2 separate regions of the Ovis aries genome follow, and region 1 is linked to region 2. Evidence: chromatin contacts called from public Hi-C data. All regions are on one chromosome and are shown on one strand. Each heading gives the region's core, a stretch centred on a gene start, on an enhancer-like site or on the middle of the called end of the contact. The rest is flanking DNA. Distances are from core to core; before and after follow the strand shown. Region 1 overlaps SMG6 (SMG6 nonsense mediated mRNA decay factor). Region 2 overlaps SMG6 (SMG6 nonsense mediated mRNA decay factor).

Region 1 (2,700 bases), core at 110-2,609, 49 kb before region 2:
GCCATCCAGTTCTCTGTGCTTTCTCTACCTTTCTGCCCCCTAGCCTGTACCCTACCCTCATTGTCATCTCTCGCCTTGTAAACGGATAGCTTCTTTATTGTAGCATTTGGTTTCCCCACGCTAGAATTGCTCTACTGCCACTCTGCCCAAATTCCTGTGCTAGCCACTTGGGCGTTCTGGTGTCAGAACTCAGTAGCGTCCCAGCTGTCCCACCCAGCTTTCTCAGCTCTCCTCTTTCTCTCCTGGGCTATTGTGCTGGAATGATATTCCTCTTGGATTTCAGTGTGTGCAGTCTTCTTTGGGTGGAGCCTGGAGCTGTTCACAGGAGTGCTGGTAATGTCTGGCCGTCAGTGCTGCCAAAGGCAAAAAGCTGGCCTCTTCTCAGTTTAAAGCACATAGTTGGATTGCTGGGGCAGTGTTAGATGGAGGGTGGGGTAAGCAAATACCACTCTCTTCCTACTGTGTTTTCAGGAAATGATTATAAAGGAGCTATAAGTGCTATTGAAGCCTACAGAATGGATTGGCAACTTCCCCCAACCCTCCAAAGAAGAAAACACACACACTCTCTCTCTCTCTCTCTCTCCCCCTCCCTCTCTCCCTTTCTCCCTCTCTCCTCTACTCCTCGACTCCTCCATTAGGCTTCATCCCAGATCCACACCCTCATTGTTCTGCTGAACTTAACTTGGTACTCTTTCAGTGCAAAGAACCTTTGTTAAAGTATCTCCGTTCTCTTCCCTGGGAAAGAACTCGAGCATAATCTGCTGAACAAGGGTTGAACTTTCCCTTTAGGCAAACTGTGGGTTCCACTTCCCTGTCCTCTCCGCTCCTGGGAGCAGTGTGAGCAGACGCCTGTGTAGATGGAGGAGTAACCAGTGCCAAGACTTAATCCCTCAATTAGGGAGTAGGGTTTTCAGAACTGGTAGTCAAACTGTTTGCAGAGACAGTTGTCAGTGAACAGCATCTCTGTGCCGCCAGCACACCTCCATTCCTTTCTTCTAGCTGCCTGGTTCCCTGTACGGCCCTCTCCCCCGCTTCCCCTGTGAGGTCTAAGCCGCATGGCTCTTACAGATCTTGTCTGGAGTCTCCTAAAGTGGCAGGTTTGGCTGTGCAGAGTGCAGCATCCCAGAGTCTGCCCCTCCTCTCTCGGCAGCTGTTTGCCACTGACCGAGGTGGCGACTGAGCCTGTGTGTGTGGCCGGAGTCAGTGATGAGCCTCCCACCCAGGCCTGGGGAAGCCCTCCGCCAGTGTGGTTCCTGTGGCAGCGGCCAACACGCCAGAGCTCCTCATACCTTCGGGGCTGTGGTGTAACAGCCAGCTTCATGCGGTGGCATTGTTTAGTGTTGGTTGACTTGACTTTTCTGTCCCCACCCTCTGTGTTTCAAGGCATCTGGCCGTGGCCCAGGAGAGAAGAAGCTGGCACTTGCAGAGTGGCTTCCTGCTGCCTCTCTTGTAGTAGGAGCCAGGACCACCTTCCATCCCTGCCTTCCTACCAGTGTGGCAGAGGCACAGGGCCCCTCTGTGCTCAGCCTCCCGTTGTGGGGTTTCAAGTTGCCTAAGATCAGGACGCGGCTATCTGCCAGGTTATCTGCCCAGATAAACATTTATTATTTACAGGGAGGTGTTTCAGCTGCTCTGGCGGATCCCACTGGTGAGATCTTCTAGTTTCTTGAGGTTTGAAGCCAGTGTGTGGGGCTGACATCCAGACAGAGAACTGCTGGAGCTGGCGAGGTTCTCTGTGACTTCTGACATCGTTCAGCCATGGCCCCCTCCCCACCGGGTGCCAGAGCCAAATTTATAGCTCTCAGTTCCCAGCCCTGCCTTCTGGGTATTGAAACTGCCTCTACTTTTTCAACATTTCTAGCCTTTCAAATTTGAAGATTTGTATCAGAGCCAGTGTTATGACATAAGCAGCTGAAGACTTCTTCTAGGTGGCAAAACCAGCATTCTGACCTGTTTTCCTTAATAGCTACTGAGACAGCCGTTTAGTGAAGGCAACCAGGATAAAGATAGGTGGGTTGTTTTTTTTTAAAATGCAAACAGCCATGTCCACTGCATCCAAATATACATTGTCTTTTTATTTTCCGGTGATAGAATTGGTTCTCAATGGTTTATTATATTGCAAGGTTGAAAGTTACAGTGAGCTCACTTATCCTCAACATCTGGATTCTGTCACTCATAATATTGCTTTGTCATCCATCTCTCCATCCATCTCTCCATCTATCATGTTTCTTTTTGATCTGTATCATCAATATATTTCCTCTAAATCCTTCAGCATGAATATATGTCATTAGAATTCAGTATTTGCTTATGGTTTTTTCTTTTGAGATAAAATTTACATACAGTGATATGGACAAATATTAAGTGTACCTTTGATAGGTTCTGACAAATGCATATACTTCTGTAACCCAAGGTCTTTCAAAATTTGAAGTCTTTTTATTATGCTCCCTTAGCTCCACCTTTACCCCCAGAGGCTGTTCTTTTTTTTTTTTTTAATTTTTTTTTTAATTTTTTAAATTTTAATATCTTTAATTCTTACATGCGTTCCCAAACATGAACCCCCCTCCCACCTCCCTCAGAGGCTGTTCTTTGTCCTGACTTTTTTCCCCACGATAGATGAGATGTGCTCTTTCCAGAACTTTATAAGAATGGTATATAGTTTTTTAAATAAGGCTTCTTTCATTTAGTAGAAAGCTTTGAGAT
Region 2 (2,700 bases), core at 51-2,550:
TCCTGGCCATGGTCCCCAGAAGACGAAGCAGCCGGAGAGTGACCAGGCCCCTAGTGACAGGTGGACCCAGAGCCTATCTCCCAGGGTCTCCGCCACGCGTGCCCTGTCAGACTTGAGAAAGCTGGGCTTTTCCAAATGGGTTTGGAAACGACCCTGAAAGATGGGAACATGTAAGACTGACAAGCTCCAGGCCATGAGCTTTCCGAGGTGTGCTGCCCAGACCACTGGTACTGCCCGAGGGGTTTTTTTAGTGATGCGTAGGAGACACGCTGACTCCTTACTGCGGAAATTCAGCTTGAACTGGTAAACATGCCTGGGCGCTCAGACTCCCGATACCACTTATATTATTTGCTGAGCCACAAAAGCGAGTTGACTTGAAGTCCATCTAAAGAAAAACACCAAGTAAACAAGCAGTATAGATTGTGCAGAGTTGTGGCAAAGCAGCACGGGCGGAACACAGACGACCCCTGCGTAGGGAGCACCCGGCTGCTCGGGGGAAGACGGTCTTCATTCTCGTCAGTCCAGACGGCATTCTCTACAGACATGTGACTTGGGATGTCATCTGTCCCTCTGTGTGGACTCCTGCCACTCTGGGAGACAGTGGTGTCAATTATTAGTTGTCAGCATCACTTTTTTTTGCATAGGTTTTGAGGTGGTTCTTTTTCTTTCTTTCTTAACTACACAGTGAAGTAAGTGGAAATGACAAATTCTGTCTGAGTATATGTGTGTGTCTAAAGTATCTAGATTAAGAAGTACCTCCTGTATTCTCAGTAACGTGTGTGAAGCCACTCTCCTGCGCCTTGTTGATTTTTAGCCCCAGGTCTTCCTTTCAGAGCCCCTTTATTTTGAATGCCATCAGGGTCCCTTCTCAGTCCCACGTGGGGTTTTAGTCACACCTTGTTCCCCAAGCCTTTGGTCTCCGTGGGTTTGTCTTGGGCCAGCCCCACGGGGGGCTGGCTGTCCCTCTGGAGCAGGGGTTGAGGCTGAGGGGGCAGGGTGCTGATGCACACGGAAGAGTCAGGGCCCGGGCTTGCCCGGCACTGGCGTGCTCATCCACCACTCTGTGTCCCCGTAGGCTGTCCTGGAGGACCAGAGTCACGTGAGGCAGATGGAGCTCGAGATCAGACCCTTGTTCCTCGTACCAGACACCAACGGCTTCATTGACCACCTGGCCAGCCTGGCGCAGCTGCTGGAAAGCAGGAACTACATCCTGGTGGTGCCCCTCATCGGTGAGTCAGGGCCGGGCCCGCCCTGCACATGCGCAGCGAGGCCCCTCTGCGCGCACGCGCCGCAGCCCGGGGGCCCAGCAGGCAGAGCCCCGCCGTGTGTGTAAGACAGGATTTGCAGGGAAGTTGGGAATGCGTGGGGCAAGGGAGACTGTTTAATAATCAAAGCAGTTCGAATTATTATGGCTGATCCGTGGCTTAAACTGCTTGAGCAAATGGACTCCTGTGTCCCAGCAACCAGAGGCTGCCCGAGCCCAGCCCTTGTTTTTATCCTTATAAAGCTCGCAGTAAAACAGCAAAGCTGGTTCCCGTTATTGGTAAACACTCAGCCCTGGCAGATAACGGCAGTGCTGCTGGGTGGTCTGGCAGGGAGGCTGGGAGGATTTTGAAGTGGTTAGATGCCTTTGGTCTGATGGGCTCGTAGCTTTTCACGATCATTCTGTTGGTTCGAGGTAGCGTTATTCTGGCCAGTGTCACCCTAAGGCCAGGCCGATGGAGGCCCTCCAGCACAAGCCCGTGGCTCCCGCCTGTGGATTCCTGCCACTTGGGCCCTCACCACTGTCTGGTCGCTGTTTGCTGGTACAGGGTCATCGTCTCAGGGCCGGCTCGCGCACTTCCACCCTCAGGCCAAAGGAGCCCAGCTGGGCCATCTCCAGGGACTGTCTAAGGCACCCCTGGTTCTCAGAGCCCTGTGGTGGGTCGGCTTCAGGAGGGGCCCCGGGCTTCTGTCTGTACAACTCATACAGCCGCTAGCGCCGAGAGCTGTCCTCTGGAGGGAGGGGGTCTGGAAGACGACTGGGAAGCTAGGGCTGCTTAACGTCCCCTCTCAGCAGCCACTTGGAGCAAGTTTGGAAGCCCTGGCCTCTGGACGGTCTGCCAGACTGGCCGTCTGCCTGCCAAGCCACCTCTGACATCCATGCCAAGATGTTCCATTGGGCCTTCCCTCCCAGTCCCCAGTGTCTTAGTGCCAGATGAGGGTGGAAACAAAGGGCAGGAAACATCCGCCCCTGCAGAGGCTGTAGAACCCTGGGGGGTTGTGGGAAACACGTTAGCACCACCTGAGAATGTTGGCACTGAAGCGGCCCTCGGCCCGCCTCCACCCTCCCTGTCTTCCTTCCCCCTCCCCATGTGGCCTGGCCAGAGCCTCTTCAGCCCAGGCCCTGAGACCCACAGGAAGGTTTTCTGTTCTTCAGAAGTAGAGCAGCTTGTCTCCCCAGGGCCAAGCCAGACCCTCGTGTTGTTGGAGCCACCCCTCTGCCCTCACTGGGTCCCGGGTTGGGCAGCTTTCAGGAGAGCAAGTCCCTGTGCTCTCCTGCCCAGGAGATTTTCAGGAGTAAGAAAGTGAATTGGGTGCTCTTTGCTGGATGGTCAGGAAATGGGGTAATTGAGAGGCGGCCACGTCTCAGGCTGTTCACCTAAGTCTTGGAAGGAGCCTCAGACACCACCCCAGCCCGACGAGTTCTTGGTCACCAGC

What was found. A called contact is a pair of places that touch in the nucleus more often than the background predicts.
Region 1: a Hi-C map of omental adipose tissue shows a contact between it and region 2, with 1.5 times the contacts expected there. The contact joins two enhancer-like sites. A contact is called at or near these places in 2 of 16 Hi-C or Micro-C datasets (omental adipose tissue and tail adipose tissue).

What each region holds. Positions count from the first base shown.
Region 1 is chr11:23,026,655-23,029,354 of ARS-UI_Ramb_v3.0, reverse strand. All of the region lies in intron 13 of SMG6 (SMG6 nonsense mediated mRNA decay factor), which reads left to right. Among named protein-coding and RNA genes, the nearest start is that of TRNAG-UCC, 17 kb to the left of the region's middle. Within about 2 kb of position 1,359, at least 5 of the 54 cell types and tissues checked have an H3K27ac peak or open chromatin away from gene starts, as enhancers often do.
Region 2 is chr11:22,977,286-22,979,985 of ARS-UI_Ramb_v3.0, reverse strand. It overlaps SMG6 (SMG6 nonsense mediated mRNA decay factor), which reads left to right. Exons shown (of 19, transcript XM_015098571.4): 16 at 1,076-1,229. Among named protein-coding and RNA genes, the nearest start is that of HIC1, 13 kb to the right of the region's middle. Within about 2 kb of position 1,300, at least 10 of the 54 cell types and tissues checked have an H3K27ac peak or open chromatin away from gene starts, as enhancers often do.